Linked DNA regions of Mus musculus: all the other regions are linked to region 1. Evidence: chromatin contacts called from public HiChIP or PLAC-seq and promoter capture Hi-C data. All regions are on one chromosome and are shown on one strand. The core of a region is the stretch at or near the end of the contact, and the rest is flanking DNA. Distances in the headings are between cores, read along the strand shown. Region 1 holds the start of Cgn (cingulin). Region 2 holds the start of Psmd4 (proteasome (prosome, macropain) 26S subunit, non-ATPase, 4). Region 3 holds the start of Them4 (thioesterase superfamily member 4). Region 4 holds the start of Mrpl9 (mitochondrial ribosomal protein L9). Region 5 holds the start of Lingo4 (leucine rich repeat and Ig domain containing 4). Region 6 holds the start of Rorc (RAR-related orphan receptor gamma).

Region 1 (4,498 bases), core at 1,290-3,789:
TTACCTGTTTTCCTTTCTTCCTTCCTTTCTTCCTCTTTCTTTCTTTCTTCCTTTCTTTCTTTCTTTCTTTCTTTCTTTCTTTCTTTCTTTCTTTCTTTCTTTCTTTCTTTCTTTCTTTCTTTCTTTCCTTTTCTTTTTATCTGCACAGTTAGAGAAACCTCTCTATGGGCTGGAGAGATGGCTCAGTGGTTAAGAGCAGTGACTGCTCTTCCAGAGGTCCTGAGTTCAATTCCCAGCAACCACATGGTGGCTTACAACAGTCTGAAATGGGATCTGATGCCCTCTTCTGGTGTGTCAGTTACACTGTACTCATATTAATAAAATAAATAAATCTTTTAAAACCAACCAACCAAAACCAGAAATCTCTCTAGTATGACCTGTAGAAAAGACCCCTATGGGTATATAACCTAACCTGTTTTCTAAAAGTTCACATCAGGTTATACCTTTTGGTTGAAAAGAAATCTTCTACTAAGCAAATCATTTGTGACTTTCCACTGGCCTCTATCATACCCCTCCTCACCCCCAGCTACAGATCATTTCAACAGCTCCACGTTTTTTGAGATTATTTTCAGCCTCGAAGAGAATCAATCACATTTCTCTGTGGCAGGTCCAGCAATCAGGTGTCTAAAGTTATCTGACTCAATTTCTTCAACACCCTCTTCTTTCACAACTACTCTTTCAGAAAAGGGGTGGGGTGGGGGGTTGGGTCTTTTAGTGTCTCTCCATGACACCTTCCCCCATGGTGTAGCTCTGGTTGGCTTGGAATTTGATTTGAAGACCAGGCTAGCCCCAAACTCTCTGCTAGATCAAAGGTGTGCACCAGGATAGATTTTCTTTTGAAATCTGGGGGGGGGGGAGGGGAAGCTTCCCCCCTCTTCTTCATCTGAGCTTAAAGCTCTCTGAGTTCATCCCCCAAGGAAGAAAAGTTGATGGTGGATGACTCAGGCTCCCATTTCTCCCCACCCGTGCTTTAATGTTGGATAACTACTCTATTTCTATCTTCTATAAATACACTAAATACAGTCTAAGGGGTACCCAGGAGAATTCAATTACCTTCACTTTACTAGTATTGGGGCCAATTCATCAGTCTGTCCGTTTGATTGTTTAGTTGTTTATTTTTAAGATCTCTTTTCCAGACCACTCTTTGGTGTAAAAGTAACCTGACCCAGAAGGGACACCACCTCTGCAATAGGTCGCCCAAACCGCACATATTTCCTCTCTCTCTCTCTCTCTCTCTCTCTCTCTCTCTCTCTCTCTCTCTCTCTCTCTCTCGCTCTCTCTCCCCCTCTCTCTCCCTCTCTCTCCCTCCCTCCTTGTTCCTCCTTAAGGGCTGTATCCCTCATAGAAGGCTTCTCATGGAATGCGGAGACCTAGCAACCCAGCTACAGAACAGGTAGGTGGACTTTCCCCTCCAGGGTCCACGCCCAGCATCTGAAGGCTGGGGGAGGGGAAGGGAATGATCTCCAGCTAACGCCACAGAAATGCTGGCTGTAGGGAAGATTCCTCTTCAAATCTAAATATATTACAATAAATATTTACTGAACAAATAAAGGAGAGAACTATTCAGAGGCCAGCAAGGTAAGCTAAGCCAATCTTCTTTTAACATACCTCAGCGATTGACACTAGGAGCCAGCTTTAATGTTACCTGCCTCAGTCTGCACGCAAAGCACCCCAGAGTCTTTTCGGTGTAGTGGGACCAAAAGCCCTACTTGACAGGCTTTCAGAAAAGATGGATTTACAATCTGTAGTTGAGCTCCTTTCTGCTTATAAAGCTTATTCTGATGCGTGTAAATTTACAGCACTCGGTTCCCAAGTCATTCATTCTACACATTTTATTAAGAGCCAACTATGTGCTGACCTCTGTTATAGGCGTTTGAGATGAAGCGTACAAAACAAAAGAAAATGAAGATCTCGGCTCTGGCCGAGATTTTCATAGGGAGATAAAATGAAAATGATTTTTAGGGTGATGTAAATTGGGTGATTACATCTTCCAAAGAAAAAGGGTGCAAAATGATTATGGAGGCCAGGAGCCCGAGGATGAGAATCCACGACTGAGATTTTGGTTCGGATTGCCGATAAGGCAGGCGAGCAGAGATGCAGAACGCGCTGACATCGGGAGACTACGAAGAAATTTTCTGCGGAAAGCGACAGAACTGTATTCTGGCTTATGCGGAGGCAGATGAAGGGCAGAAAGGGCTGTGAACCGAGATTTGCTTTGAGAAGAGCACGAGGAAGGCACTTCCCACAGAACCCAGGGGATGCTCTGGCGCTAAGCTACGCGGGTCCGCAGAGCCCCGACGCCCCCAAAATGGCCTCTTAGGTCCCCCGGTGCCCCGCCCTCGCCCCACCAGTCCACGTGACCCCACCGCCCCTCCCGTCCACCGGGCTGGGGACCCCGGTTCTGGGTTCCCGCGGTGTCTGCTCCGCCCCTTGCGGGAAACTGACCAATAGAAGAAGGGGTGAGGCGGGGCGGGAGGTGACGGCCAATGGGGCGGAGCTCCTGGGGAGTAACAGGTTGGTGGGCGGGGGAAAGGAGGGAGCTCAGAGCTCGGAGGGGCTGGGCTGCAGCAGCGCGTGTAGCTCGGCTGGTCGGAGCGCGATCCCCTGCGGGGTGTGTGAATCCGGGAGCACTGATCTGGACCGGGGTGAGTGAATCTGTCTGGAGCGAGGACACCTGCGATGCGAGTGGGTCCTCAGGAGTATGCTCGAGGGCCGGAGTAGAGGCATCAAATGCCCTCCTCCTGGGCACAGGTGCTGAGTTTAGCAGGAAGGGCGGTCAGAGTGCGGTGGCAGAGCTAAGAGCTAACCCCTACTCCACGGTGTCAGAAGCGAGTGGCTGGGAAGGTGCCAGGTGTGAGGCACCTGAGGGTTAGGTTATTCCCAGGGCATGCATGCATTTCAGCGCTACAATCTCTGGAGGTCAGGCGCCAGCCCTTGGGGCAGAATTTCTCTTGGAGACCAGCATGGGGGCGGGGGAGGGTTCATCCTATTGGAGCAAATGGAAGTGCCGCCAGAGGTTCAGAGACTGAAGTGGTGATATCCGCATGTGCTGGTTTTGGGGGTAACTACCCCCTCCCCGCCCCCGTCAGTCCTTACTGGTCTCTGACACTCTCCTTCTGGCTTTGGAAATGCTGAGGTGTGGGGTCATTCCCTGACCATTTGCCTACAGGTGAAAGCAGTTGCCAGTAAGACACTAAGGTCAGAATACGAGGGCACCCATCTCTTTCCTAGGTGTGAGATTATTTAAGGCTGTTTCTTTCTTTGCTTTCATGCCAGGGAAATTTTTTCCTTCTTCCTCTAGAAAGAACTGTGTGTATTCTACAAGAGAGGGGAATGGGAATGGAGAAGCATAAATCCCTCGACCCACATACTAGCTGAAAATGTTTGCTTTCTCGGGGATGTGAAACGAGGATTGATACTGGGTTTCATATGGCCCATGCTGGCCTTGAATTTGCCATAGCCCATGCTGGACTTGAACTTGCTGTACAGCTGAGGCTGACCTTGAACTGGTGGGCTGCCTTCCGCTCCCAGTGCCTGGATTACAGGTTCATATCACCACACCCACCTAGAAATAGTCTTCTTTCTTGAGGCTGATGTAAAAATTTTTCCTTCCAGCAAATACATATTTCCTTCTTTTTTTCTGTTACAAAGTAGTCTCTTTGTATATTTTTTAAAAAGATTTATTTATTTATTTATTTTATGTATATGAGTATACTGTAGCTGTACAGAAGGTTGTGAGCCACCATGTGGTTGCTGGGATTTGAACTCAGGACCTTTGGAAGAACAGTCTTAACCGCTGAGCCATCTCTCCAGCCCTATATTTCCTTCTTTTTCTCTAGTTCTAGATTGGGGGACACTGGTGAGATCTGGAAGTGCAGCTAATTTCCTTGACCCTTCCCAGAATCCTCTTGATTCCCTGAAATCCTAGTTGGCATCCTTGATTCACGATCTTTGATAGACTAGAGTACTTACTAGTGGTGCAGAAACATAGGCAGAACTCCCTAGGAGACCAAAAGACTAGGGGACTTACACCTCCACATTCCCAGGCCACAGACGAGGTATACGTTGGGCACCAGACAACTTCTGAGGTGAATTTCCTTGCCGTAGGCAGCGGTGAAGCAGAGTCAACCTTAGCTTGGCCCCTTTGATGCTCTGTCTGAAGACAGTTGCTGTAATTGGGAAATAATTAGCAACCGCTATGTTTGTAGACAAAGCTGCCTACGTGTTCCTTTCATCCTGGGTATTTGGGAGTATGGGTCTTGCTCTGGGGCCTGCCCATTCAGAGATTTGCCTGATTCTAAGAGGATTCTGGCTTCCTGTGGTTCTCAGGCTGGCTTGCCTGCCTTTACCCTTGTGGGAGAAGAGGGGGGTAGAGCTGCTTCTCTTTGTACCAGGGAGGGGAGAACCAAGGACCTGGGAGCTGACAGAGGTAAGTGGAAGACCAGGAATGCCACTTTGGGAACTTGAGAGGGAGTGGTGGAGGGAGACAAAGTTCCTG
Region 2 (4,431 bases), core at 729-3,228, 260 kb before region 1:
AATAAGCAAAGCCTTTAAAGACAGAAAAACTGTACTCCTAAAAGCAGAACAAATAAGTAAGTTTAGCTAAAGCATACTTTATTAAAATCTATAAAGCATTTGCAAGAACTAGAAACCAGGACCAGGATTTCCTATTGTATTTCCTGGGTTGTGGGGTACTAATTAATCAAAGCATTTTGAATTTTGTGGTTGTTGTCTTGGTTTTGGAGACAGGGTTTTTCTGTGTAGCCTTGGCTGTCTTGGACTCACTCTGTAGACCAGGCTGGCAGCAAATTCAGAGATCGGCCTGCCTCTGCCTCTGAGTACTGGGATTAAAGGCCTTCACCACCATTGCCTGGCAGAACTTTGTGGGGTTTTTTTTGGTAGTGTTGGGGTTTGTTTATTTTTACTAAGGGTTGAAATTGGGGCCTTGGCTGTGCTCAGCAAGCACTGACCACTGAGGCCCTCCTCAGGTACTCGTTCATTTTTAAGTTCTTATTTTTTAAGGTGTCTGTGTGTATTGTGTATGTTCTCTCTGTGTGTATATATGTTTCTCTCTCTCTTTCTCGCTGTGTGTATGTGTAGGTGTGTGTAGGTGTGTGTGTGTGTGTGTGTGTGTGTGTGTGTGTGTGTGTGTTTACTTGAATAACCACAGAGGCCGGAAGGAGTCATCAAGTCCCCTGGGGCTGGAATTGTAAGCAGCTGTTAGCCACCCCATATGGATGGTGGGAACAGAATGCTACTCCTCTACTAAAACAGGATGGACTCTTAACTATGAGACATCTTTTAAGCCCTTCTCCCTTTTTATTTTTGAGAATTCTCTCACTAAATTTCCAAGATGACCATGAATTTGTAATCATTCCATTATATAGGTGGGATCGCAGGCAAGTGCCAACAGGTCTTCTTTTCTTTGACCCCCAGAAAAGGTCTTATTGTGTATAACCCTGGCTGCCCTGGAACTCATTATATAGATCAGGCTGGTCTAAAACCCACAGATGCCTGCCTCTGCTTCCCAAGGGTTGGTGTTAAAGGTTAATTAACAAACCAAAATAACTTGCTGGCTATCCTTCGTTCCTTGGGTGATTACATGGTGTTTACTGCGGGCTGGGGAAATGACTCAGTGCTTATGAGAGAGCGCTTACTGCTCTTCCTAGAGGACCAGAGTTCGGTTCCCAGAACTCAAGACAGGCAGCTCACAGCTGCCTGGAACTCCAGTTCCGGATTTGATATTCTCTTCCAGCCTCTGCAGGGCCTGAATACACACACAAACGCTTAAAAATTTTTTTTGGTTTGTTTTTTTTTTTTTAATTGGTCAAAACTTTTCTGGATTCCTTCATCCTGTCAGACTCAATACTGGAGTTAGGAATTGCATAGATTTTTTTTTTTTTTTTTTTTGGTAGGCAGTAGATAGGTAAATCGAATTTGAGGATACAAGTGTTTGTAGCAGTTGCATAAACACAGTGCAATGGGAAACAGGAAGTTAAAATGTGGTTAACGATGCTGACACACTTTTTAAGTGATTATGCTTGGACTGACATATCCACAGTAGTGTATGCACTCATGAGTGTCTGTTATGTGTTCGAGGCAGTGTCACTACGTAGTAGCTATGTTGCCCACGTTGGCCTGGAAATTGCAGTTCAGATCTTAGCATGAGTGTGCCCCTTGTAAACAGCACTGGGAGGTGAAGCAATAGAGTTTATTAGCCTGAGCTCCACAGCGAATTGCTGTCATCCTTTTTCAAACCGTAACAACAAAAACAAATCAAAAACCCAAATATACAAAAGAAAGAGAGCAGAAGAGGGGGTAAATTACAGCTCTCCTGCCTCACACTGGAGTGTTGCTGCCAGGCGAGTGCAGAGAGCTTACAGCTGTTCCGGAAGCTGCTGCGAAGGTAGCCAACTCTATTGGATAACCAACCTTTCCATTTCTGTGGCGCCTACAAGTCCCAGAACACACCGCGGGGCGCGGAGGCGGGGCAGCATGAAGACTGAGTTCTTTGATTGGTGATGAGCACCAGGCCAATCGGAGGTGCTGTTGTTTGTCAGTCCCGGAGCCGGTCCGCAGAGGGAAGGAGGCAAGATGGTGTTGGAGAGCACTATGGTTTGGTGAGGAGCTTCGGACGTGGCTGGGGGGCGCGTCTGGGTTGTTGGTGCGCGTGGCGCCGAAACCCGAGGGCCTGGGCTGGGGACTGGGTCGCCGGGCGAGATGTGGCTTCGGGGCCCGCGGGACTCTGGCAGACGACTCCCTGAGTCATCCCGGCCCAGGAACGCAGGCCCGGGAACTCCTGTTCCCTTCCCTGAATTTCAGGTCTCCCATAAAGCAGAGGCCAACTGCCCCCTCCACTCGCCTCCAAGTTTTTCTTTTCTCTGTACTTTATCGCATGTAAACCTCACAACCGCATTCTTGGAAAATAGTCCTTGTCTCATAATGAGTCGGAAGGACTTTAGGGGATCCGCTGTAGTCACACAGCAAATTAAGAGGCCGTGATAAGCAGGATGAACTAGGTTTTATCAGGTTTATACTTGGGATGAGTACCTATTAAGAGTTAGATTAGAAACTGAGGACAAGAAAATAAATAGAAAGCTGAGAACATATTTTTTTTCAGGGCTACAAGAGGACTTTGTTTTGTGTTTTCTGGGAATTGAATCCAGAGCATTGTGAACGCTGGGAACGTGCTCTACCAATGAGCCTCATCACACACCTGGATTGCATTTATTATTTGTCATCATTATTGTTTTAGATGGAGCTTTGACACTGTAGCTCAGACTGGCTTTGAAGTCGCTATTTGAGAAGATGCACAGGTTGGCCTTGAACTTGGAATGAGTATGTAGGATTAAAAACTTGAGTCACTAGGCCCATGTTTTCATTTGGAGATTGGCTAGCACTGCCACCTAAATGCAGGATGGCTTAAGCTTGGTTTCCTGCACTTGGAGGATGAGACAGGGAGTTTTCATGATCAGGACTACCTAGCAAGGTTCTGTCTCAAAATAAGACTACCAGAATGCCCAGTTAAATTTGAATTTCAAGCAAATCATGAGTGATTTTTTAGTATGAAAGGGAATTTTAAGTCCAACCCAAATATTGCTCTTACAAGTTACTTGTTGGGGCCGGGCAGTAGTGGCACACACCTTTAATCCCAGCACTTGGGCAGCAGAGGCAGGTGGATCTCTTAGGGGTTGAGGCCAGCCTGGTCTATAGAGCAAGTTCTAGGACATGCAGAGAAGCCCTGTCTCAAAAGGTGGTAAAATAAAACAAAAACAACAACAAAATAGTTACTTGTTGAGGGTGGTGAGATGGTTGGGTGGGTAAGAGCACAGAGTTTGGTTCCAAGCACCCATGTTGTTTGCTGCTGCCTTCTTTTTTTTTTTTTTTTTTTTTGGTTTTTCGAGACAGGGTTTCTCTGTGTAGCCCTGGCTGTCCTGGAGCTCACTTTGTAGACCAGGCTGGCCTCGAACTCAGAAATCCGCCTGCCTCTGCCTCCCGAGCGCTGGGATTAAAGGTGTGCGCCACCACGCCCCTCGCTGCTGCCTTCTTGACAGGACCAGAAGATCAGTGCCTTTGATCTCTGTAGGTGCCCGCACACACACCTAAAAACAATAAATATAAATCTCGAAAGTTACTCATTATTCATCTGAAATTAAAATTTAACTTTTAAGTCCTATATTTTTGTTTTTTTTTTTTTTAATTTTTTTTTTTTTTTTTAGATTTATTTATTTATTATATGTAAATACACTGTAGCTGTCTTCAGACACACCAGAAGAGGGAGTCAGATCTTGTTACGGATGGTTGTGAGCCACCATGTGGTTGCTGGGATTTGAACTCTGGACCTTCGGAAGAGCAGTCGGGTGCTCTTACCCACTGAGCCATCTCACCAGCCCTATTTTTGTTTTCTAAGTTTGCTTTCACTTCTGGGATAGAGTATGTTAAAATAGAAGATGGATTTAGAATCCAAACAGTTCCCTGGCTCTCACTTACATTTTGCATATTGTTGGAGAATTGTAGTAACTTCTCTGTGTCTCATAGTACAAGCAGGTAAGCCATATGTGATGGTGCTCTGTAAAGTATAGAGCTCTGTAGCGGCATGGTGTTTGGGGAATCCTCAGAATTTAAGAGCTGTAAAAAGACATGTTGAGGAGAGGTCATTACAAAGTTGCTGAAGTAAGAGTCCCGTGTTTGGGAAATAGACCAGAGTGAACCTTAACATAGATTGTTGTAAGGTGGGAGGAGTCACTGTAGAAAGAAATGACTGAAGAGCTTGAACTCTGTTCTATACCCCAGTGAGAAGATTCTGAGGGTGATGGAGTCAGACCTTTGTACAGACTGACACTGATTTAAGAATATTGATCTGGCCAGATGTGGTACACACCTGTTGAGAACACTGGATGGTTGAGACAGAAGGATCATGAGTTCAAGGCCAACTTGGAATGCATATTGAGGTCCTGTTTAAAAAAA
Region 3 (4,182 bases), core at 12-2,511, 480 kb after region 1:
CTGCCAGGCTCCAACATGTAATTAAACTAATTCATATTTGTTGTTGTAAGACTAGCACGAATCATTTTCTTTTCTAATCGGCAAGATGGTACCTGGCTGATGTCAATACATCAACATTCATCATTATTTTAAAATTGTGTGTGTGTGTCTATCACCCAGGGCCTCCAGCCCTCTTATTGTCTAGCAGGAAGCTGCAATAGCTTGAGAGAGATGCCACTCCCCTAATAATCAAAGTTCTTTTTCATTTCTCAATACAGAGCTGTTCCCTGTCAGCTGTCGTTCTTTATTACAACACATTGTATACAAACATTTGATTTGGCAAACTGATCCCATTCTCCCAAATTAAACCCGTAAATTTCTTGGGCGGAACGTTTTTTCCCCTTAGCTAACTATAATACGACCTATCGTCAGTGGCCAATCACACCTGACATATATGATAGTCTTTAAACTAACAGGCTCCCATTAGACAGTTTGGGCTAACTCTATCGAGCCAGTCCAAGAGCAATTTCTTTGATAGAGACAGTTCTTACTGTCGATATACATTTTCAGTACACACGGACACACACGCGGGCGTGAGTTGGAGCTCAACAAGTATTGACTACATCAATAGAACAAAGGCAGGGATAAAAATATGGACAGGCAACATTTAAGATTTACATTCCAGGTATGCTAAATGCTTCCCTTGCATTATCTCATTTAGTCTCATAACATCCTCTAAGATGATGAAAACGGGCTAGAGAGGGAGTAATTATCTGACAATCAGAAGTCTACTTCTTCCTGAATTGGTTATAACGAATCAGAGTCTATCAGGATTAGATCCCTGCTAAGGATAAATGGTCTTCTCCAGGGGTCAATAATGGCTCTTTCACAGTTTTCTGGGTGACCTTGCTTATCCTTTCTTATTATCTCAGTCTTAGTAGTGGCGATCCCATCCCTGCAGACCTAGTTCAACCTTGAGTCACTTTCCCTTCCGGCTCCTCCCGATTCGAATCTCAGGGCAGAAGAGCCCAAGAGCCCCGTCACAGCCAGGGGCAGGTGTTAGCTTAGTCTCGGTCGTGCTGTCTCCCCTTCTCGCCCCACGAAAGCAAGCGTCCCGGGACTCACCCTAGCTGCTCCTGGCCGCCTCGCAGGCGTGGCCCCAAGAGTGCGCAGGCGCATAGCGCAGTTTCTCAGCATTGCTCAAGCCGAGGGCAGGACGCTGCTCTCTGCTCTGTTCCAGAAAGAGCCACACTATCCACACGCCGACTCTGGGCTATTAACTGTGGAGGCGGGCGGGTGGAGGGCGGAGCCGCGCGCCGCCCACAGTGCTGGCGCCTCTCCGAATCCGGGCGGACCGAATCCTCTACACCCGCTTTTGGTTCCGGGAGATTTTGCGTCCGGCTCTCAGCCACGGTTACTGCACTGGCGCAGCGAGACAGCCTAGTTTAGTTCCTTGTTCACAGGCAGTTTAACGCTCCAGCCAGCGAAAGACTCATCATCTCGGCCGAACAGGAGCACACACAAGGAGTGGATAACCACTAGGTGCGGGTTGATGGTGTTGGTCTTCTGGGTGTAGAACACGTGCACATACATTTAAAACTCTGTCAGTCTCTACTATTTAACAGGTACACTCTTCAGGTGCCCCTTCTCTCCGCACGCGCGCATATGTGTCTGTGTACTGAAAATGTATATCAACTTTTACTCTAGTAAGAACCGTCTCTATCAAAGAAATTGCTCTTGGTCTGGCTCGATAGAGTTAGCCCAAACTGTCTAATGGGAGCCTGTTAGTTTAAAGACTATCCGTTGATTCACTGATTTGTTCTTTCTGTGCTGGGAACAGAAGAATCTCAGTGTCCCACAAAGGAATACAGAAGCAAAGCAATTATTTTTGTCAAAGGGTGCACCAAGATCCAACTACAGTTAGCAAGCACACAGGGGACAGGTGGTGACTGCCCCACGCTCCCCTGACCCCAATTGCCCGGCGTTTGTTGTGATTGACTAGTTTTAAAATGATAATTACAAAGGAAATGAAAAACTAATAGAAGGAGTTGTGGATAGTCTAATATTTGGATAGTGGTGTCATAAAGCATTTAATTCTAGCACTTAGGGGCAGAGGTGGGTGGTTCAAACCAGCTAAGACAACATAATGATACCTTATCTCAAAAACCTAACCAAACCAAACAACAAAAAGCAAAACAAAAACAAAGAAAGGAAGAGAAATCTGCATTGAGTTGGAGATATGGTTCGTAAGTTTAAAAGCAATGGTTAGAATCTGAGCGCCCACATGGCAGCTCACAGCTGTTTGCAATTCCAGTTCCAGGGGATTGGATACCCTCTCTTTCTTTTGGTTTCTGTGGGCACCAGGCATGCATGTGGTGCACAGACAAAACACCCATATAAATAAAGTCAAATAACAATAATAATAGTTGTTCTCTACTCTGTTTCACAGTGAGTCTTATATGCCTTCAAGTTCTTCTGTCTTTTACCTAAGACACCCTTTTTTTGTTTGTTTTTTGTTTTTTGTGTTTTGTTTTTCGAGGCAGGGTTTTTCTATGTAGCTCTGGCTGTCCTGAAACTCACTCTGTAGACCAGACTGGCCTCGAACTCAGAAATTCAACTGCCTCTGCCTCCCAAGTGCTGGGATTAAAGGCGTGTGCCACCACGCCTGGCCAAGACACCCATTTTTATCTGAAAGCTTTCTCTTTTGTTGGAGGCTAGAGCTAGAGGTGCCTGACATGAAGGAATAGAGTTGGTTACATACCACAATTCTAGACAACAGCGAGAGTACAATAGGAAAGGGATTAGGGACTTTATTTTTGAGTTTCTAAGGTCAGAAAGACAGTGGTCTAATGACATCCTGAGAACTGCCTCCAGGGGCTAGGGATAGCTGCAAGATTGTACAGGGTAAGAACCAAATTGTGGTTGGGGTAGGTATGTAAGTTGTTAGCCCAGAAACTTGTAGCAATTTTAGGATCTGGTCGGGTGGCTCCTTGTCTTAGATTTCATCTTTCAAGGTCCCGATTGCAATTGGGAAATCATTAGCTCTGTGAGTTAATTCCAGTTCCCATTATAGGGTGCAAGCCTTCAGGGCTCACTGTTTCTGGAATTTGAGATATCCTAGGAAGTAGAAATAACAGAGAGAATGAATAAGTTAGAGGAACAAAATGGAGATCGGGCAGTGATTTGAGAAGCAGATGGAAGAAGATGGAAGCTGTTGATGTGTATGGCAGGTTTACTTAAAATCTTCGAAGTCAGACAGGAGGATCAGGAGTCCAATGTCATTCTCAGCCACTGTTGAATTTGAGGCCATTCTGAGATACATGAGACTGTGTGCATGTGTGTGTTTATCATCCTTTTATCATCATTAGTATCATACTAATACTTGTAGCACAAAGTCTTCCAACTTACTCTCTTCAGACCCAATAATCAAAAAATTTTATATCTGCATATGTATATCTTGCCACCAAGCCTGATGACCTGAGTCCAATTCCCATGATCTACATGGTAAAATAAGAGAAGGGACTCCTTCAATTTGTTGTCTGACCTCCAAACATATTCTGAACATGTATGCAGTAATGTGTGCATACACACACTATCAAGTAAATAAGTAAACAAATGTAATAAAGAATTATGAAAAGAAAACTTATTGCAACAACGTGGGTAAACTTGCACATGTTAAATGAAATAGGCGCCGATAGACTAATGTCATATGACCATACTTATAAGTATAATTAAAAAAAATAGAACCTGTACAAGCAGACAGTAAGATGGTTGTCAGATTCAGTGAGGAAGGGTTGGGGACTGGGGAGATGTTGGTTAAAGAAAACAAAATTTCAGTTAAGAAAGCTTAATAGGGCTATTATATAGCATCATGGCAACTGTAATTAATATAAGTGTATTTTATGCTCGACAGGCACTGATAGAGTGTCATCACTACAGAAAGTCATAGGTATCTGAGGTATTGCATATGTTAGTCAGTGTGTTCTAGCCATTCCAATGTGAACATGTTTTAGACAAAATGTTGTGTTGACTACATAATTTTGTTTGTAAATGAAAAGTAATTTGACATTGTTTTGTGTATCTTGTCTGTCTGTGTGGTAACCAAGGCATTCTTTTAGGTGAGTGGCTAACCTGAGTTACTGATACTGCCACTTTGCTGCTTGTTTCTGTGCTTCCCTTGGACCTGTTCTCACCAGTCATCTT
Region 4 (4,531 bases), core at 24-2,523, 340 kb after region 1:
AGATCACCCCGGACTCCAATTTCTGTCAATGAGAACGGGAATGGCAGATGAAATCTCTGCAGGCTATGGAAAAGATGATCATGGGATCAGCCACAGGTAAAGGCTGTGCCTTAGTGTACTCAGGCCTTGGGGTACATCTCCAGCATCACCAAAAGGGAGGGGCATAGAAAAGAGACAGCCCTTACTTTCTCACAGTTTTTATTCTTCCTTACAAACACCACCACCACCACCACCGTCAATTTACTAGGGCAGGTTATAAGGTCCAGTCGTTAAAGTGCCAGCTGCATAGAGGATCTGAGTTTGGATATTGTCCATAACCTTAGCACTGAGGGGAGGTAATACCTACATCCCTGGGGGCTCAACTCATGCCCTGTATCAAATAAGGTGGACCTTTGGCGCCCCCCTTCTTTCTCTTTCTCTCTCTCTCTCTCTCTCTCTCTCTCTCTCTCTCTCTCACACACACACACACACACACACACACACACACACACACACACCATGCATTTATTAGGAACTACACTTGTCACACGTCTAGCTTAAAAACTGGTGCAGACTGAGCTGTTCAATCAAAGAATGTCACTGTTTGTGCTGCGAACTGTTAGGCTTCTCTTTACACAGTTAACAATATTGCACACACGTTTTAATTTTCCGTGACTTTTTTTTTCTCACCAGAACCACAAAGTAGTAAAAACAAAGCAACAAAAGAGAGGCAGGAAGCGGTTAACGTCAAACAAGAGCAGGGGACAGAGGACAGGGACAGGGGAAGGGGTCAGTACCTGGGCCCAAGCCTTACCGTCCACAGACTGCGTGAGGATGAGCTCCAAGTTGTCTTTGGGCCGGTGTTTCGTGTCCTCCACCAACTTATACACGCGGTGACGCCGGTGCAGGTGCGGCTTTCGGCCCTCCCCGGCGAGCGGCACCTTCCACCAGCGCTCCACGATGACCGTGCTCTGGTGGTCAGGGAGGCTGGGGTGAGCGAGTGTCCGCAGAGAACAACCCGCCACCCCGCCGGCGTCCCCAGGAAAGTCTGCCCCCCAGCCCCGCAGTCTGAGTCTGGCACGAACGACACTCCTGTCCCCCACCGTGTAGGACCCAAGCCCCAGCCGGCCCTCACCTGATAATGAGAGAGACTGAAGTCACGCCCCGGGGTACTCCCTTCAATTCGCGGCCGGAATAGCTCCCGGATGCCTCCTTGACGCAGCCAAGCAGCACCTGCCCACCACAGAGTCCTAACCCCGGGAGCCACAGAGGCCGCCATGACAGCGGAGCGGACAGGCGGAAGAAGGACCCCGCGCATGCGCAGCTGCGCCTCTGGGCTGCCCGCGGCGCGCCTGAGTGGTATAGATATAGGCTGCGCTGAGACCTGGGCATGGGGAGTGGGAGAGTTGCCGCAACCCCGCCTTGCACGCCGACGATAGGACAGCGGAGAGAACTGCTTTTTTTTTTTTTTGTCACCACTTTCCACAGAGCTTTGCGTGGACCGACAGTGGAAAACGTACTTTTTTTTTTTTTTTTTTTTTTTTTTGGCTTCACTTTTAAAAAAAGAGGCGGAGGGGGCTTGGCGCACCCTGTAATCTTCCTGCAGGACAAGTTCAAGCTAATCTGGTTTACATCTCAAGCTCTAGGCCAGCCAGGGCTACATAGCGAGACCAATAATAATAATTAACTGGTGAGGAGGAGGATTTTTATCCATAAAAACCAATGATAACAATATAAGTGGTTTGGTTTAGTTCTAGGTACTGGGATCACTTCTAATTTTGACATGCTATAATTTCTGAACACTAAAATATGGATGTCACTCTCAATTTTCCCTTGAATCTTTCTAAAAGTAGTCGAAGGATGGGATCCTCTAAAAACTCTGCAACTTTCCATGATATTGTTACTATTGTATTTAAGCTAATATTTAAAGAGTTGCAGGAGACAAACTGTAGAGAAAAAGAAACTACTGTTAGGCACAAGCAGGTCCTTCTGTGGAGTCTTTGTGCTTAATAGATGGTTATAAAATGAGGGTCTATAAAGGAGTGTGGAAAGATGTGCTACACTCCATTTTATGTGCACTTACATAGACTGACCTACACGCATTTCCTTGGTATTCAGGACAAGTCTTCAACAGTCTTTTAATTGTTTGCACCCAGCACTCAGTATGTGGAATTTCATTCTTTTTAGTATCCAGTGTCTTGATGCTCTCAGTTCACCTTATGGCTAACCGCTATTTATATGCCAGTGATGTCCAAATTCTTATCCTAGGCTCCCACAAACTTCACATTGGAATACCCAACTTCTTATTCATCATCATCTTATATGTCTAACAGACATTTAAAACGTAATGTATGCCCCATTCTTTATAAACTGCCCTACCTGCAGGTGTTCCTGTTACAGCTGATGAGAATTCCATTTTGTTGTTTTGTTTTCCTCCATTCTTTGAAACATCTTATTATTTTAAAATTTTTACACGTTTGTATATTTGAGATTATATAATTTTACCCTTTTTCTCCTTCTAACCCCTCTCCTCCTCTCTCAGATTCATGGACTCTTTCCCCTTGTTATTTATATTTGTGTTTATACATTCTTAAATATATAAATATAATCTGCTCAGTCTGTACATTCTTACTTGTACGTATGTATGTTTTCAGGGCTGATCATTTCGTATTGGGTAACCAACTGGTGTGCTCTTCCCTGGGGAAGATTATTTCTCCTGTTCTCAGCATTCTTTTCTTGCCTGTAGCTCTTTGTCTAGGGTTGAGGCCTTGTGAGCTTTTTCCTTTCTCATTAGTATATTAGTATATTAGTGTCCTCCTTGTTCAGGTCTTGTTTAGGTAGCAATGTTGGTAAGAATTCACAGATGTAGCGCCCCTGACATTTTTAGGAGACACAATCTCATAGCAAACTTCCTGTTCCTCTACTTCATAGAATTGTTCTGCCTCCTCTTCTACAACAATCCCTAAACTTGAGATGCAGGTATATTATAGATGTATCAGTTGGGAGTGCGTTTCACAACTCTCCGTTTTGATGGTTGTAGTTTCTGTAACGATGTCCACTTGTTACAAAGATGTTTCCTTGATGAGTGGCAAGAACTACACTTATCTGTGGGAAGAAGGATAACGTTTTAGAATGTAGTTAGAGATTATGCTGGTTTAGTAGGGTGGTAGTTATAGGTTCTCCTCCAAGATCCATGACCTCACTAGGCAGGAACATCTTAAGTTTCCAGAAACAGGCATGACTTCCCTCTTGTGGAGAGGTCCTGAAGTACAATTAGAGCGTTGTTGGTTACTGTCAAGGTAGTATGCATGCTGCTGGTTACTGTTGTGGTTGGTAGGCATCATAGCTAGGTAGGACTATCAGTTGCTTTCTTCCTTTAGCACCATGAAAACTAGTTCCCAAGGAGGAGGCTTTCAGCTCAGAACTACCTCTGATCCTCTGAGTGCTGAGCACATTTTTAAAAGCTTCTTTATTTCACAAGGCATCAGGAAAACCCTATATGTTCTTAAATAATTACGCTAAATAATTAAAACATATAGAATATATATCACATGTAGAACACTAACGAGGTCAAGGAAAAGTGAGAAAAAAGGGAAAGTGAAAAGAGAAATAAAAAGGAAAGAAGACAGGAAATGTTTAAAATCTAAGAGGCAGAGCTGGAAAGATGGTTCACTGGGTAAATTGCTCGTATGCAGCTCTGATAAACTGGGTTAGAGTCCCACAACACACAAAACCCCCTAAAGCCAGATGAAGTAACTTGAGTCCATTGAGTCTGTAATCTCAACCTCAGCATTACTATGGTGATAGGAGATAGAGACAAGAGAACTGACCAGAAGCTTAAATTCACAGTGTAGCAGCAGATAGAACAAGAGCCTTTGGTTTAAAAACAAGGTGAAAGGAAAGAATAGACTACTTGGAAAAGCTGTCCTCTGACTTCCACATACACATGCATAGGAATTAAGTTAAAAGGATCCATGTGGCAGGCTGGCATGGTGGTGCCGGTCTTTAATCCCTGCAGAGGCAGGAGGATCGAGCTCTCTCTCCCAAATCTAAGTGGTAACACTTTTTTTTTTTTTTTTTTTAGAACAAAAGGTATATTGGAAAGAGGCAGGAGACTACCTTGTTGCATCTCTATTCTACCATAAAATCATACTGACTTTATTTGGTTGACTGTTTGTTTCAAGCCCTGGCTGGAAGGTACCTGTCACACCCATGTCTTCCTCTTTGCTGTCTTGGTGAAACAGCTGATGGAGGGCTCCAGCTACCTGCTCCTTATTGGCCAGACAAGTGGGGAGGCTGACATGGGATGGCTTTCTGACTAAACAGGTAGTTCAGCCTGCTACCATGCACAACCATAGCATCCGATTGGAACAAAAGTGGACACTGTGTGAGGAAAATTTGCATCAATGAGACAGAAGAGGATTTACTCTCTTACCTTCTGGTTGAGGTCACCAAGGATGTTATTGGGGGTCACTCGTACCCCAGTGTTTTCACACTGACACAGAAAAGTGTACACAGAGCTAAGTAGTAAGAGATCTTATTTGGAAGCAAA
Region 5 (4,305 bases), core at 979-3,478, 390 kb after region 1:
CATTCTTATTCTCCCATATGTTGTGCCTACAACTTTACCCAAGGATCAGGGAGATCCCATCCAGACTTGAGAGAGCTTCTGACCCTGGGCTGACTGGGAAAAGGTTCTTAGTTTGACCAAATCATCAGAAGCTAAGAAACATGCAGGCTTCAGCTCTGCTCTAGTCTCTGCCCTCTTTCCGCCTGGCCCAAGGCCCAGAGTAGCCAATTTGGTGTCCCAAACTGTTTGTGTGGATGGTAAGCCTGGCTGTATATTATTCATGGAACAGAGTGCAGGGGCACTGGAGGATGGGATTGGGATCCTTTACCAGAGCCCCAAGGACAGCACCTCTTCCCTTATAGATGGGGTTGAGATGTGGAAGATATCTAAAGGGTACTCAAATACTTCACGGGGTCCTCAGCCTTGAGCTTCCCGTACATCCTTCCTTAATGGTGTTTTGATTCTAGTTAGTATGTGCTTCTGAGGGAGAGCTTCCACCCCTTTCCACCCGAGCTGCCTGAGAAGACACAAGAAATGGCTTGTGAGCCAAGGAAGCATGGATAAAGGGGGAGAAACAGCCCATGACCTGATGCCTTGCGTGGGAGGAAGGGAGCCACTGGGTAGCACAGTGGGCACCCGGATACAAGCACAGCACCCATCAGTATAAAGTGAGCACCAGAAGCCTGGGCAGCATCAGGAGATGATGACCATGATGACTGTCGGAGGCTGGACATGGTGATAGAGATGGAGGCATCTTTAGTCTTGAGTGCCTCTGCTTGCCTTGCTAATGCAATAGGGACCACAGGAGAGGAGGAATATTAGAATGAGATGACAGAGGGCTAGGAGCAGGAGCAAGCTGACACTCCTGGAGGCGGCCTGCTTGCTGTGTTTCCCTGGCTGCAGGTCCTGCACCTCGGGACTTTGAGGCTTCAGGTTTTCTGGGCTCTGTGGCGTTAGCTTTCTGCTGTGTGTCCTATTTTCTCGCATGTAGAATACAGGAGGAGCTGCAGCTCTCCTTTCCTTCCTACACTCCAGGAGAATCATTCTGGAGACTCTCCTCCAGCCACTTCAGAGGATAACGCAGTTGGGAAACTAAAGAAAGATACCAAGTTCAGTCCTCAGTATGGACGCAGAGGAAAGAGCAGAAGGGATACAGGACACTGTTGTGGGATCACTTGGGGAGGGGAAAGAGTAGCAAGGGGCAGCAGCAGCTGTCTCTCTCCTCCCCCTTTCAGGGCCTAATGGGCATCTGTGTGGTACTAAGAGTTCCCAGCCTCTCCTGTCCACCTGACAGCTAGCCCTTCATCACTGTTGCTGCACTTCCTGTTCATCACTTCGCTCTGCATTCAGCAAAAGTGCAGTGAGGCGTGTGTGCCAGCGCCCTTTCTCCTGCTTACATGAGTTTTCTCTTTGTCCCCAAAGCCTGCTAGCCCAGTGGCTGGGGGACTTAGGGTCAACATCTTTTATTTATAAGGTGGCCAATTTAATCAGTCTTCCTTTGTTATCCTCTATGACTACAGGACTGGTCTCTGGTCACTTTGCAAGAAGAGATGGATGGATGTTACAAAACTCTTTCTCTTCCCCTGGGGTCTAGAGTCTGGGGCACTGCCCCCTCAGGGAGATGGAGCTTTCTTGTCTATGTGGCAGCCACAGATTCATTCGAGCACATATCCACTTTAAAGCATGCCAGATTGAGGCATGGGGACCTGCATGGTGAAGGGGCACTTAGGAGAGAGATTTTTGGAGTATCCACACAGATTAGGAGGGCAGCTTTTTAGAGGCTAAAAAAAGCGGGGGGGGGGGCTCCTTGGACTCTCCCTACCAGGGGTACCTGGGACATTTTAGTTTTCCAATCACAGGATGAATGGTCAGCTAGGGTAGAGGGGAAGCTCTCTTTCCTGTAGGCTATTTAACATGGCCTTGTCTTTGAGAATGCCATGGGAAAGGGCAGCTGAGACGTGCCCACAGAGGGGCAGGGGCACTTACCGGAGAAGCTGGGGGGTGGCATCAAGTTGGGCGCTGCATCTCTCCAGGGCTGGGGCCTGTCCCATCCGAGCTGCACCTTGGCCTCTCCACCTTCCCCGTGTGTCTGAGTCCCCACTCCCCACTGCCCGGCAGCCTGCCGCATCAGCCGGCTGGCAAGACTGCTGTTGCTGCCGCCGCTACTGCGGTCGCGCTGCCAAGACCAAAGGAGAGAAAAGAGCCAGGAAGCATTTTTTTCTTTTTTTTTTTTTTTCCCTCCTCTTCTCTCTTTTTAAACCAGAATGAGTCTGCAGCAACCCTGTTGGTGCAAAATAAATAAATAAAGCAACCAGGGAGGGCTGCAGCAAGCGCCACTACGGGATGACGAATCGAATCGGGGGAGGAACTGAAGAGGGGACCCAGGGCTGGGGCAGGGTCTGCTACGGAGACAGCCTGGGAAGCTTGAGAGAGTTTTGACATCCTGGTTCCTCCTGGGGAGCTAGAGAGCTCCCGGGACACCGCTTCCACAGCCTCTAGTCTTTTAGATGCAGGGCAATTCTGTGCAATTTCTAAATCTAAACGGGCCTGTGGGTATCATTTGTTGGAAGTTCTTAGTCTAGAATACCTTCCTTCAGTTTAGCTTGCCATTTCTCTTGTGTCAGGTATCTGAGCACCAGTCTCCCTGGTGGATTGCTTAGCTGAGGGAGAATCTTGGGCGGTGTGTGTGTGTATGTGTGTGTGCTAAAATTCTTATAAAACAGATAAATTGCTGGCTTGACACAGAAACAAAACTGCAGGGCAAGCATGTATCCTAGGCAGTCACATTCAAGTCTCCCAACACCCGACATGTGTGCCCTGCACCCTTGTACAAGCACGCAGGCACGATACACTTCCAGCCTTTGAAATCGTTTTATAAAGAATGGCACAAGTTGGGATTTATGTTTACTTGGCTAAACCCTTCCTCTGAGAGAAAAAAAAAAAAAAAAAAAAAAAAACCTCCCTCCCTCTCATCTGCTGCTTATACCTCCTAGGAGAGTCTGCAGCTTTACAAAACTGAGAGAAATTCTGAGCAAGACTATGGAGGAGAAACAGGTCCCTGTCCTGTTCCTAGTCTCTCCATCATGTGGAGTCAGCAGCACACAGGTACAGAGCAGGGGATGGCGCTGCCTTCCTTCCTCATAGCGTAGAGACTGAAGTCAAGGGCATCTTCCCGGGTGCTGGTCCTTGGGTTTTCCGGCTGGTTAGTATCCGGTCCTCTGCTTCTCTTAGGGACAGAGGACAGCTGGAGCTGGGATGAATTCTGGTGTCCTGTATGAATTAGAACCTCAGGCTTCTCAGAGCTGCAACCTCAAGGAAGAGATTGTGTGCCAGAGGGAAAGTCTACAGAATGGTGTCACTGGGGGCAGAGCCTCTGTGTGCTCCACCTGTGTGGATGTGTGTCTCTGATTAGACTGCTAACGAATCTGACACTTTTAAAGTGTGCAAAGAGGTTTCCATTCTAATTTTTCCAGTGATGTTTTTCTTCATACCCAAACCCCATAAAACAGTTATCTTGGGACCTTATCTCCACCCCACCCTCATTCTTTACACATCCAGGCATTTTAGGTCCCAGAAAACAGGCAGAGGGGGTCAACAACATTTCTTAACTAGGAAGAAGAAAGGCAGAAAAGTCTCAGGAATCTATATTCTTATTATATACAGGTCCTTCTGGGGGCTTGCCACCAGTCTCTGAGCTAGATCCATGTCCCCCCAGGAGGACCCATGGGGAAATACAATGAGGTATTGAAAGGACTGTTATTAGCTTTCAAGCCTAGATTTGAGTTCTCCTTATCCCAGGTACCTGGATTTATCCCTGCTGATTGTCAGTCTGTTTTTTATTTGACTTGGTCATCCTATCTCTATCCCATCTACCCCACAGCTTCCAGAAGCCAGGGTGGAACTTATGGGAAATCAAACATAACAAGCCTTTTCTCCATCACTTGCTGCTGTTGTCCTACAAGGCAAGCCTAGGGGCAGAAAATCAGTCTTAGGATTTGCTTACTCCTAGGGATACCACCCTTCATAGAGTGCAGAAAGGGAAAGGCTGGGTGAAGGGAGTCCAGGGAGACGGGTCAGAGGGCTGAAGGAAATAGAAAGTTGTCCTTCCTCCAGATCACTTTGACAGCCCCTCAGGGGATTCAACATCAGTGCTGAAGAGTTCCTTATAGAGTGGAGGGAAGGCGGCTTGGACCACGATGGGGTGGAGGTGCTGGAAGATCTGCAGCTTTTCCACATGTTGGCTGCACAGGCTCCGGAGTTTTCCTTTGGGTGGCAGCTGAGGATAGGTTAGGAGGGAATGAGTACTTCGGTGCTTAGCAGAGCAAA
Region 6 (4,163 bases), core at 1,237-3,736, 410 kb after region 1:
CACCCCTTGGGCTTCTTTTTTTTTTTTTTTTTTTTTTTTGGTCCTGGCCTATAAGCCTATAAGTCTTTCCCTTTGGCCCTTATCTCTTGGGCTTTGCAGTCTTAGCCTGATTCTTCCAATTCTGTCCAGTCCCGGGTGTTCTTTCACTCATGCCTCCTGAACTGAATGCTTTTGCCATACCCCGTGCCACCTTCTTGGCCCAAACCCCTACTCACAGGTGTGGGTCTTCTTTGCAGCCAGCAGCTCTGTAAAGAGAAGGAAGGGATCAGTGAATAGTTGAAGATGTTAGGGGAAAAGCCAAAGACTTCCCCAGTTCCTGGCTCCTGCCCTGCCCCATTTTTACCCCAGCACTACCTGGCCTCTGAGAAGCTGGGCCCCTTGGCAGAGCCCATCACTTTGCCCTTTGGCCACACTGGCCCTCTTCCAGGTCCTGAAAGTGCCCAGCTCCTCTCTGCCTCCAGGACTTCCTCATGTCACACTCTACCCTCCCTCCCCCATTTAGCTAGATCTCAGATGTCTCTCTTTTCCTCTGGGGCAGCCTCCCATGCCCTGTCCCCTGCCCTGGGGTTTACTCAGCCAGCACTCTGCATTGTTTCCTGGCACTTGACATAACAGACAACTGCCCTAGGTATGCCATCATCCCTTCTAGATTGTAAGCCCGTCTGGAGACAGAGCCTCTGTCTGTCTTGTTCAGCTTGTTGCTCTGGGGAACAGCAAGAACCCTCTAGTATCTGGTGCATTTGACGTACACACATATTCTGCACCCAGAGGGAATGCAGTCTTTTGGTTGCTTATCTGTGCCTGAAAGCAAGAGGGAGCTGCAGAGGTGTGGGGCTGGGAGTGCATGGGGAGGGTGGGCGAAGAGGAAGACAAGGAGGGCCGAGCTGCAGATAGACCCTCTCTGGCCGCCACTGTGCTTCACCTGCCCACAAGCCTGCAGAGGGAAGATCCCTTTGCCTTGCTGCTTTGCTCGTGGATGGGTCTGGGTGGAGATCAGACAGGAGGAGGCACCCCATGGTTCGTGGAGGTTTACAGAGATGCTCTGCTGTCCAGGGGAGCAGCAGCTGAGGGGAGAGTCATGGTTACTGCATAGTTACAGGGCTGTTTACATATCTGGGATGAAATCAGCATGCAGTCAGTATTTGGGAAACACCTAGAGAGGGAGCCCTTGGCAAAAGAGGCCGCAACCCATTTCCTATATCCAGGGTGCCTAGGGCCAGTCTTCTGTTCCAGAAAGCCCATTAGCCCTGTCTGTAATGTCCCTAACCTTTGATTCCTTTCTGTTACTTTTTGCCTTCTGCTGTCCAAGCCTGGCACACATGTCCTGTCCCTCCTTCACTGTCCCTCTGCCAGGAGATGCACTCTGCAGCCAGGCTTCCTGCATTTCATTGCCGTGATAGTAAATGGGGCCTGGTAGCCTGTTCCCCGGGTGGGGGAGGGGAAGGTCTGCCCAGAGAGGGTGTGGCTTCATGCCATGCCCACCTCCCTGCTAATCCTGTCTGGCCCTACTCAGTTTCCTCCCTGACGTGGCACCCTTGTCCAGCCTCCAACTTTGCAATTCAGAGCAGTCTTGCATGGGGACACTCCCCTTGTTGGCCCCCACTCCCACTCCCACCCCGGAGCCTTTCTCTAGTGGCCCTAGAAGCTGGCACTTCTGTCGTTCACTCTCTCTAGGTTCCCAGCTGACAAGCATGGGAGGGAGGGAGGGGATGTCCTGTTCTGAAGGGCTCCCTCCTCACTCCATCGGGGGACTGTTCCCCAGTTCCTTTCTGTGCTCCACAGGTGCCTCACACAGCAAAGATAAAACTCCGTGCTCGGACCAGCTTGAAGGAAAGCGTGGGACTGCTGGGCTAGAGCAGCTGGCATGGTGCAACTGCATCTTCTCTCCCAGGTCCCCCACCCCCAGCCCCTGCGCCAGAACGGCAGCCACTTGTGAATGAATAGGAAGGCGGAGAGTCACCCTTCCAGCCGCTGCTGCCCAGGGTTCTGTGGCAGGCAGGGAGGGGCCTGCTCACACCTGGGAGCCAGCCCCATTCCCATCCTCTCGATCAAGCCTCCCTAACACAGCTCCTCCCTCCTGCCCCCACTCCAACCTGTCTCTTCCTTCTTGCCCTCCCCGTCTTCCCAGGTCTCCTGCTGTTACCCTAGGCCCTCTTCCTGTCCCCCCCCTACAGTTATGTAAAGACTCGGTCCTACCTCACCGCTTTGCTCTGTCTGCCAGTCCATCTCCCCTCTGCTCACCTCTCTTCTCCCCAGTTCTTTCTTTCCCAGTCTCTTCGCCTCCCTCCCCTCCTCTGAGCCCCCTGACAGTCCCTTCCACCTGCCTGCAGGGCTTTAGGGTCTCTTACCCCGAGATGTCCGGTGGTGTCTCTGTGGGGCCCTGTCCATGGGGTAGCTCCCTTGGTGCCGTCCTTGCTGCCCTGGCTGCCCAGGAGGGCAGGGAGCAGGGCCCAAGGGAGGGAGGAGGGAAGAGGGAGGGAGCACCTGGCCCGTCAGCAGGCAGGGGAAAGGAGTGGCTGGCAGAGTGTCCTGGCACAGGAGGGGACTCAGGGAGAGAGCAGTGGACCAGTGTCTGGAGTCTTGAGGAAAAACAGGTGAAAGGGAGCTAGTACTTATTAATTACCTACTGTATGCTGAGTTTTTGCCAGGCCTTGTAGGTAAATCAGAATTTTTTTGTTTGTTTTTTGGAATCCCACATGATAACCCCCTACAGGCACGAGTGATTATTCATAATCATGAACCAATTGCTGCCCAGAATAGAAAAGACTTGCCAGGAATTCACAAGGGCAATTCGTGATTGAGTTGAGATTTGAACCTGGTCTCTGTAACTTTTTTAGGACAGGTGACAGAATAGCAAGAAAGGGAGGCAGGAAGAGTGAAGAGAAAAGACAGCCTCTGTGTGTGTGTGTGTGTGTGTGTGTGTGCACTCTGATCTCCAGGATGGGATCAGATATACTTCCCTGCAGCTTGGGTTCCCCCAGCACATGTCTTGCTTTGCCTCTCTCTAACTCCATGCTGCCCACCTCTGGATTTTCCAGGCTTCTAGATGCTTCCCATACTTCTGGTGTGGTGGGGGGAGGTGTGGAGGAGGAAGAGCAAATTGAGAGGTGAGGGGTGTTGGAGGGAGAGCAGAAGAGAGCAACTGCACTGGACCAACAAGTTGAGAGGAGGGAATCCTCCCCCCTCCTCCCGGTTCTCCCTTCCCCCTCCCCCACGACCCCGTAATTCTGTTCACATAAAGGCCTGCACTGGAGTCTGAGAAGGACCAAGAGCCAAGACTTCTGTGAATATTGGATGCCTCAGTTCGGCATGTCCTCTGCCCAGAGTTTGATTAGCTGTGCCTGGCTTTCCTGCTTACCCAACAACCGCTGGCTAGGGGCCAGGCTGGGAGCAGGAGGCTCCCAACCCCTCCTCCTGCTTTCTCCAGCTGGTAAACAGCAGGGCAGGAGCCGGCCACGCCAGGGCCTCGTGACTCGCCCACTCCCTCCACCTGGTGCACGTGGCACCTGGCGTGGAGAGGGCAGGCAGCTGTCCCTTCGCTCCCAGCATTCCATTCTCCACCGTTGGCCCTCCGTGGAGCTTCACACTGTGCAACCAGTAGCACCCAGTGCTCTAGGGAGCTGAGTCTCCTAAGAGTCAGAGACAAAGATTAGGAGGAATAGCCGTTCTTAGCCCCAGGGAGACTGAAAAGTGTAGGGGTGTAGGGTGACTTTTGAGGGCCTTTGAGGCTTTGACTAGTCCTAAGTCCTTTATATGTATACATATATGTGTGTGTCTGTATAGGTGGGTGTGTGTACACGTGTGAGTGTGCATGTCTGTGGAGGATAGAGATTAAAATTTGATGTCTGCCTCAATTACCTTTTACCTTTTTGTTTTGTTTTGTTTTGTTTTGTTTTTTTGAGACAGGGTCTCCCATGGAACGGAGAACTCGCCATCTTGGTTAGCCAGATTGGCAAGTGATTTCTAGGGTTTCTACGACCCCATTGTTGAGACTACAAGTACCTACCTACCTATCTACCACTGTACCCATTTTGTGATGTGGGTTCTGGGGGATTAAACCTTGACCCTTGGGTAGGAGAGATGGCTCAGTGGTTAAGAGCACTGACTGCTCTTCCAGAGGTCCTGAGTTCAATTCCCAGCAACCACATGGTGGCTCACAACCA

Evidence for each region. Promoter capture Hi-C pulls out the DNA fragments that hold promoters and counts their contacts. HiChIP or PLAC-seq counts read pairs in DNA pulled down with a chosen protein or histone mark. Capture Hi-C pulls out chosen DNA fragments and counts their contacts.
Region 2: a contact with region 1 is called in a promoter capture Hi-C map of adipose tissue. The contact joins the promoter of Psmd4 here to the promoter of Cgn in region 1. A contact is called at or near these places in 4 of 39 promoter capture datasets (cranial neural crest, frontonasal cranial neural crest, liver and 1 more), 1 of 115 datasets of contacts at active chromatin or transcription factors (pancreatic cancer cells) and 1 of 9 other capture datasets (adipose tissue).
Region 3: a contact with region 1 is called in a promoter capture Hi-C map of stem cell-derived epiblast-like cells, with 7 times the contacts expected there. The contact joins the promoter of Them4 here to the promoter of Cgn in region 1. A contact is called at or near these places in 12 of 39 promoter capture datasets (the 3T3-L1 cell line, the C10 cell line, the HPC-7 cell line and 7 more) and 2 of 115 datasets of contacts at active chromatin or transcription factors (embryonic stem cells and pancreatic cancer cells).
Region 4: a contact with region 1 is called in a promoter capture Hi-C map of pancreatic islet. The contact joins the promoter of Mrpl9 here to the promoter of Cgn in region 1. A contact is called at or near these places in 22 of 39 promoter capture datasets (the 3T3-L1 cell line, the C10 cell line, the HPC-7 cell line and 12 more), 3 of 15 datasets of contacts at CTCF or cohesin (the NIH/3T3 cell line and large pre-B cells), 4 of 484 Hi-C or Micro-C datasets (the G1E-ER4 cell line, the HL-1 cell line, embryonic stem cells and 1 more), 14 of 115 datasets of contacts at active chromatin or transcription factors (cardiomyocytes, differentiating embryonic stem cells, embryonic basal ganglia and 9 more) and 5 of 9 other capture datasets (adipose tissue, embryonic stem cells, liver and 2 more).
Region 5: a contact with region 1 is called in a promoter capture Hi-C map of liver. The contact joins the promoter of Lingo4 here to the promoter of Cgn in region 1. A contact is called at or near these places in 19 of 39 promoter capture datasets (the 3T3-L1 cell line, 3T3-L1-derived adipocytes, the C10 cell line and 13 more), 2 of 115 datasets of contacts at active chromatin or transcription factors (astrocytes and embryonic forebrain) and 3 of 9 other capture datasets (adipose tissue, embryonic stem cells and pancreatic islet).
Region 6: an H3K27ac HiChIP or PLAC-seq map of epiblast stem cells shows a contact between it and region 1, with 6 times the contacts expected there. The contact joins the promoter of Rorc here to the promoter of Cgn in region 1. A contact is called at or near these places in 11 of 39 promoter capture datasets (the 3T3-L1 cell line, the C10 cell line, the HPC-7 cell line and 6 more), 3 of 484 Hi-C or Micro-C datasets (cumulus cells, embryonic stem cells and liver), 9 of 115 datasets of contacts at active chromatin or transcription factors (embryonic basal ganglia, embryonic stem cells, epiblast stem cells and 3 more) and 4 of 9 other capture datasets (adipose tissue, embryonic stem cells, liver and 1 more).

What each region holds. Positions count from the first base shown.
Region 1 is chr3:94,784,523-94,789,020 of GRCm38.p6, reverse strand. Cgn (cingulin) reads left to right here and starts at 2,539. Exons shown (of 21, transcript NM_001037711.3): 1 at 2,539-2,645.
Region 2 is chr3:95,040,161-95,044,591 of GRCm38.p6, reverse strand. Psmd4 (proteasome (prosome, macropain) 26S subunit, non-ATPase, 4) reads left to right here and starts at 1,978. Exons shown (of 10, transcript NM_008951.2): 1 at 1,978-2,084. The coding sequence starts at 2,059.
Region 3 is chr3:94,307,211-94,311,392 of GRCm38.p6, reverse strand. Them4 (thioesterase superfamily member 4) reads right to left here and starts at 1,261. Exons shown (of 6, transcript NM_029431.1): 1 at 1,105-1,261. The coding sequence starts at 1,176. Gm36010 (a long non-coding RNA gene) reads left to right here and starts at 1,340. Exons shown (of 4, transcript XR_867460.2): 1 at 1,340-1,521.
Region 4 is chr3:94,440,078-94,444,608 of GRCm38.p6, reverse strand. Mrpl9 (mitochondrial ribosomal protein L9) reads right to left here and starts at 1,273. Exons shown (of 7, transcript NM_030116.2): 1 at 1,115-1,273; 2 at 794-950; 3 at 1-22. The coding sequence starts at 1,258.
Region 5 is chr3:94,397,142-94,401,446 of GRCm38.p6, reverse strand. It overlaps Lingo4 (leucine rich repeat and Ig domain containing 4), which reads right to left and starts at 2,228. Exons shown (of 2, transcript NM_177250.2): 1 at 1,966-2,228. The coding sequence starts at 2,030. Rorc (RAR-related orphan receptor gamma) reads right to left here. Exons shown (of 11, transcript NM_011281.3): 11 at 3,171-4,255. The coding sequence ends at 4,094.
Region 6 is chr3:94,371,117-94,375,279 of GRCm38.p6, reverse strand. Rorc (RAR-related orphan receptor gamma) reads right to left here and starts at 2,486. Exons shown (of 11, transcript NM_011281.3): 1 at 2,349-2,486; 2 at 216-245. The coding sequence starts at 2,388.